Linked DNA regions of Oryctolagus cuniculus: region 1 is linked to region 2. The links are chromatin contacts, called in public Hi-C maps. All regions are on one chromosome and are shown on one strand. Each heading gives the region's core, a stretch centred on a gene start, on an enhancer-like site or on the middle of the called end of the contact. The rest is flanking DNA. Distances are from core to core; before and after follow the strand shown. Region 1 overlaps PACRG (parkin coregulated). Region 2 has its middle 17 kb from the start of QKI.

The links. Hi-C and Micro-C count contacts between places; a contact is called where the count stands out from the background.
Region 1: a contact with region 2 is called in a Hi-C map of an unstated tissue, with 2.9 times the contacts expected there. The contact joins two enhancer-like sites. A contact is called at or near these places in 2 of 6 Hi-C or Micro-C datasets (psoas muscle and an unstated tissue).

What each region holds. Positions count from the first base shown.
Region 1 is chr5:5,540,709-5,543,408 of mOryCun1.1, forward strand. All of the region lies in intron 3 of PACRG (parkin coregulated), which reads right to left. Among named protein-coding and RNA genes, the nearest start is that of QKI, 210 kb to the left of the region's middle. Within about 2 kb of position 1,358, at least 2 of the 8 cell types and tissues checked have an H3K27ac peak or open chromatin away from gene starts, as enhancers often do.
Region 2 is chr5:5,344,563-5,347,320 of mOryCun1.1, forward strand. No RefSeq gene overlaps it. Among named protein-coding and RNA genes, the nearest start is that of QKI, 17 kb to the left of the region's middle. Within about 2 kb of position 1,354, at least 6 of the 8 cell types and tissues checked have an H3K27ac peak or open chromatin away from gene starts, as enhancers often do.

The DNA.
Region 1 (2,700 bases), core at 108-2,607, 200 kb after region 2:
CTTGGGCGTGGTCTCCAGTGCCCTCCCAGGCCTGTCTCCCCGCCCCGCCCCAGTGTACGTGCCCCTGGAGCACTGTCGCCTGGAGCCATCACAGGAATGCTTCCATCCTCATTTATTCATTCTTCACTCATTCAACAAATATGCATTAGTCATGCACCATGGCCTAGCACATGGTTCCATGACCGCTTCTTCCAAACTCTCAACTTCTGTCGATTCTTCAAGGTAGGTTTGTTTCATAGAACTTCCCTCACAGCAAAGGGCCAGCAGAATTTCTGCCTCTCTGAACTCAAGCCCTCCCCATGTCATATCTCCTACTCTTCCGGTGCCCAGCAAAATGGAGGGCCCTATTTTGGACTAGAGTTATAACCATCACACAACACTGTACCCTGTGAACTATAACTTCTGTGTCTTAAATCAGCCATTGTTATCCATACAATCATGAGATTACTTGTGAAGATTAAATGTGATAATACAGGTGGGAGTCCTACATTTACATCAAGGATTACTACTCCCTATGTATGTCAATGTTTAAGCATGCATTTTCTTAAATTCTTTGCAATTTTTTTGTAATGAAACCTGCTGAATGTAAAAAACACCCATAGTAATGGGTGGATACCACATCAACGTGGAGGGTCCCTTGCCAGGTGTATCAAAACTCTAGCGATTGTCTCCATAGCTCAGAAATTAGCGTTCTTATAGAGGAAGACAATGACCCTTATCAGTTGTCTTGTTTGGATTGTTTCTCTAGACAGGAGAACATTGCAAAGACCACTGATGCATTTTGTTTTCACTGAGAACTAAAATAAACCAAACTCTTGGTTTAAACAAAGCCTTAAAAGTGTTAGAAAAGTTCTCTAGGAACTTACATCTCCAGTAACTTACTCGTTTTAGGAACATGCATTTCCAGAAACGGGTGAGAGCAGTTACTGAGCTCATCGGTGGGAGCAGTGAGAGAGGCAGCAGCTTCTGCAGGACCCAGAGTGGAACACAAAGACCCTCCAAGAGTCCATCCCTTCCAGTTGGAAACACCGGCGCGATTAAGCAGGTTAAGCCTTAGGGCTGTTCCGAGGTGACCTGTTCGAGTTGGAGTTTGACCAAGAACCCTTAAGCTGTGTCCAAGAGCAGTAAAGCCGTAAGGACACAAAGTGATGAGGAGAGCACTCCGTCTGGCACTCTGGGGTGGCCCGGCCCAGATCCTGGCTGTCTCTTGTCTGAGCAATGCCACGGAGGGCAGCACCTCTAAACGCTGACCAGGGGGCCAGGGCACTGCAGGTTCCTAAGGTTTCTGTATGCCAGCACTTCATTCCAGTGAGCAAACAACATGGTGATAGGACCCGAGTGCAACCCCAGACTGCAGGGTAAGTGCTAACATGCAACCCTGCTGTCTGACTGGAAAACAAGAAGAGAGGGGCGGCTGGAGATCCGTGTGCACCGTTTTCCCACCGCAAACACATCATCTCTGCGCTCTCCCCCTGCCATGAGGATCCATTTCCAGGGATGAGTTCTCCCTCCAGGGTGGCCTTGCCCTCGAGGGGGAGGGGCGGACAGCTGGCAGGAGCCAGGGACTGGGAACAAGTTCACAGTGTTCGTCTCCGGGGACCTGGAGAAGAATGGAGAATTGGCTCTTTCATCTCTGGCCTCTGCTCTGCTTTTTGCTGCCCCTGAGCCTCTGCTGTCCCCAAGCGGCCGTGGAGCTGCTGGTGTGCAGGGAACAGGTCCCTAAGGCTTCCTGTTTACAAGGCTGCAGTGCTGGATTCCTTAACCCTTCGTTTGCAGACGGTCCCTGTGTGGCAGTAAAACGGTCCAGGGAGCAGGTTTTGAGCCATCCTGGCTCGGTTGAAACCGAGGCTCCAAAAGGTGGCCGCACACCTCTGAGCCCAGCATCTCCCGCACACGTCCTCCTCCACACAGGTGCCCACGCCGTTGACAGGACGATTGAGCGCTGCTCTGACTCCGGGGAAGGCTGTTAACCCGAGTAGTCAGAGACACATTTTGTGCTCCAGCATCTGGCTCTGCGGTTTGCAATCTCGGTGACCCTGGGCAAATGTCAGCTTTCAAATCCACGGGAAGAGAAAGAGAACGCCAGGGCGGCACCACACACGGCATCTGGCACCTCGTCACTCCAGCAGAGGCTGCAGCTACACTTAATGACTTGTGAAGCTGATTTATTGCACATTTTTATCCTAAGGAAACGGTTTTTTTGGCCTCCATATGCTTGAAGAGCCAAATAAATTGCTCCAAAGAATAAAGGAGGTAAAATGCCTTTTGGTGGTCATACCAAAACACCCCTCTCACAAACTCAGGGAAACTTCTTAGATCTATTTATTAGGAGCTTACGAGAATCTGCATATTAACTGATGCCAATTCATTATTCAGTAGGGAATATACGAGCTACTGCGGCCGGCGCTGATTGGTAGAACACTTGAGGCTCTATGAGAGTTTAAGGCTAATAGACCCAAGCCTTGCTCCTCCAATGGAGAGAACTGCTCATCTTCACAACTTCCTCGTCTTGCAGAAAGGGTCAATCAGGTGAACGGCTCACAGCTTTCCACTGGAGAAGCAATTGTGTGTGTGCCCAGGAAGTGGGCAGCAAAACCTAATCTCGAGTAAAACGCATAATTCCCTAAGTGGAAATGGTCAATGGAAGAGCAAGAAGAAGGGAAAACAGAACAGAACAAATAATTGTGCATAGCTTGGATC
Region 2 (2,758 bases), core at 104-2,603:
CAAATTTCCTCTATGCTATTTCCTTGTGTTGAAATTTGATCAGAATACTTGCCCAGAAATGTGTAAAATGGGTCCAGCAATATATATATTTTTTAATACTTGGTTATATAGAGTCCATTCTTTTCGTTTCAGTCTTTCGATCAAGTTCAGCGCATCCCCAAACAGTTGGTAGGTTAGCTCTGTAAATATGTAACCTACCTGCTTTGGCTCAGGCACTGTACAGTACGACTAAGGTTTTGTTTTTGATTTTGTAATTCTGGCATAAAACAATTCCTTGTCAAAATGGAGAAATTCCAGAGGCTACTTGACAGTCATTTTCTTTCATTCCAGTAAAAACCAGTATGGCCATTTGACATCCAGGTTGTCTGTCCCCTGTCCATTTCCATCCTTTCAGTTCATTGTCCTGATAAATCACACTTAGAAGGAAAAAAAAAAAAAAACATTTTCCAGCCTCTCCTCCCGTGGACTCTCCCTCCCCAACTCCTGGTAGCTCTGCAAACCCAGCCTTCCCAAACCAAGCGCAGGGAATCCCAACAGCCAAGAACACTTGACACTCTGGTTCCTGCCGAACGGGAGTTACCATTTACGTGCAGAACTTCTGTTGGACAAAATGAAAAAGTTCTGGAGATAAACAAGGGCACTTTGAAAAGTTCACAGAAAATGAGTACTATGAGAGAAAAGTATGCATGCATTTCAATCTTCCTTCCTTCCTTCCTTCACCAAAATAAGCTTATCTCATTTTTCCACGAACTTTTTTTGAGTTACCCCTGTGTCTGGTGATGGTCTCCCGACCTCGTGCAGGCAGTTAACGCCACTCAGCTGCGCACTTAAAACACGGCCAGATGTCACGATTTAAAAATCTCGGTCTTGCTCCCTTCGTATAAGGTGTCTGGTTTGCCAGATATCGATACAGCCCTCCAATGGTTGGCAGCAACCAAGAAGAATGGCCGAACCCTACAGCAATTTTTGTTTCTTTAAAAAAAAAAAAAAAAAAAGTGCGCGCGCGAGAACAAAGCGCACACATCCTTTGCCAAGCGCCTTTGGAACCCGGCTCTGCTCAAAGAGGCGGCCGGGACGGGGTGGGCTGGCCGGGATGAATGGCCCCCCGGGGACCACGGGTTGTGTCCCAAGGTCCCCCCCCCCCTTTCATCCTTTTATGGCCCTTCCCGATTCACATGCAGATCAGCCCAGATCAGCTCCTCGCTAAATACTCCTTTTCACTCGCGCTGGGAAGGTGCGGCGGTGCCTAAATATTCATGAGGGCGTGCGCGCTCGCTCGCGCGCTCTCGGCGCTCCCGGCCGGGCCCCCGGGGCGCCCGGCTGCCCGCGTGCCTGCGCGCACGCACCCGGCTCCGCCCGCGTTCCCGCCGCAGAGCCCGGAGGCGAGAGGGGGAGGAAGAGCGGCGGAAACTTTGTTGCCGGGCGAGAAACACAAAGTTTCGCTTGCTGCCCCGAGTCAGCAGGAATGTGCGCCCGCCCGGGGCTGGTCCGGGGCAGCCCGGCCTTCCCAGGGAAAACGCGGGACGGCTTCAGTGTTGCAAATAAAGAGTTTGGTGGGAAACAAAGGACTGGTCAGCGTTTTCTTTATCCATGGGGTGCAGATCCCTAAGGGGGCCGTCGCGGCTTTCACTGCACTGCTCTGTCTTCTGGGTGGCTCTTAGGGGACTGCTCTCCTTCCGTTAGCTGCGGCCCACTTTAAAGTGAGGTCTCCCTGCACCTGGGTATGGCGAAGGATGCAAATCACCTTCAATTCTACGCGACCATAATGATGTACGGACACGCTGGCGCTGAAATGCAGCTCTCTTCATGGCCTTAAGATCAGACTCCCACAAAGTCATTTTCCAACCTTTGATCACGCCCTTCCTTCCTGTTCGCACGCGAACTCCCAGGGCCACGCACAGCAGCCCCCACACGGCCCTGCTCTGAAGGGTGCTGGGTTCCTGCCATTAACTTTCATGTTTGTGCATTAGCACACGTGGAAAAGCGTGATTTTCTGGTTGTTAGTGGTACCCCTAAACTGGCATTTATGTTAATGTGTAGGTCTTAATATGCAACGAGATTACGGTTTTATCTGTTATTTTCAAAAATTCGTTCTGGATTCAAGACGTACGTAGGTTGGCTCTGCTCATCTGCATTCGAAAGGAGCGAAAACGTTGGGAAATTCTCCTCGGACCCCACCGCCGCCCCGGCTGCTGCTCCAGCTGAAGGAAGCAATGGCAGAAAAGGAATCCCCCCGCCCCCGACGTCCACTTGAACAAACAGAAGACCTCCCCACGCACTGACACTTGTCTCACATTTATTTTTATCTATTTGAATAGCACAGAGTCAGAGAGGGAGAGATCTGCCATCACTGGGTCACTCCCCAAGGGCGCTCCGCTGAGGCAGGCCAGAGCCAGGAGTTGGAAGTCACTCTAGGCCCCCGTGCGAGTGTCCAGGACCAGAGCAGTGAAGCCGGCACTGCGCCTCCTGGGGTCTGCCTGAGCTGGCAGTGGGCACGCAGGCACTCGATAGAGAAGCAGGGCGCCCCTCCCCTCATGATCTTCCTCCCTCTGCATTTCTGTGACAAACAGAATTAGTAAAATGCAGAACAGGCTCTCCTATGAAGGGAGTGTTCAAAAGTCCATGGAAAAAGCATTTTAGGAAAAAAAAATTATGCATGGATTTCAAAAACATTTACACCAAAATCAATTTATCAATTCCATTTTCTGCCACCCAAGTAGCCTCCCCCCAAAATCTGATTATTTGATTCTTAGCTATT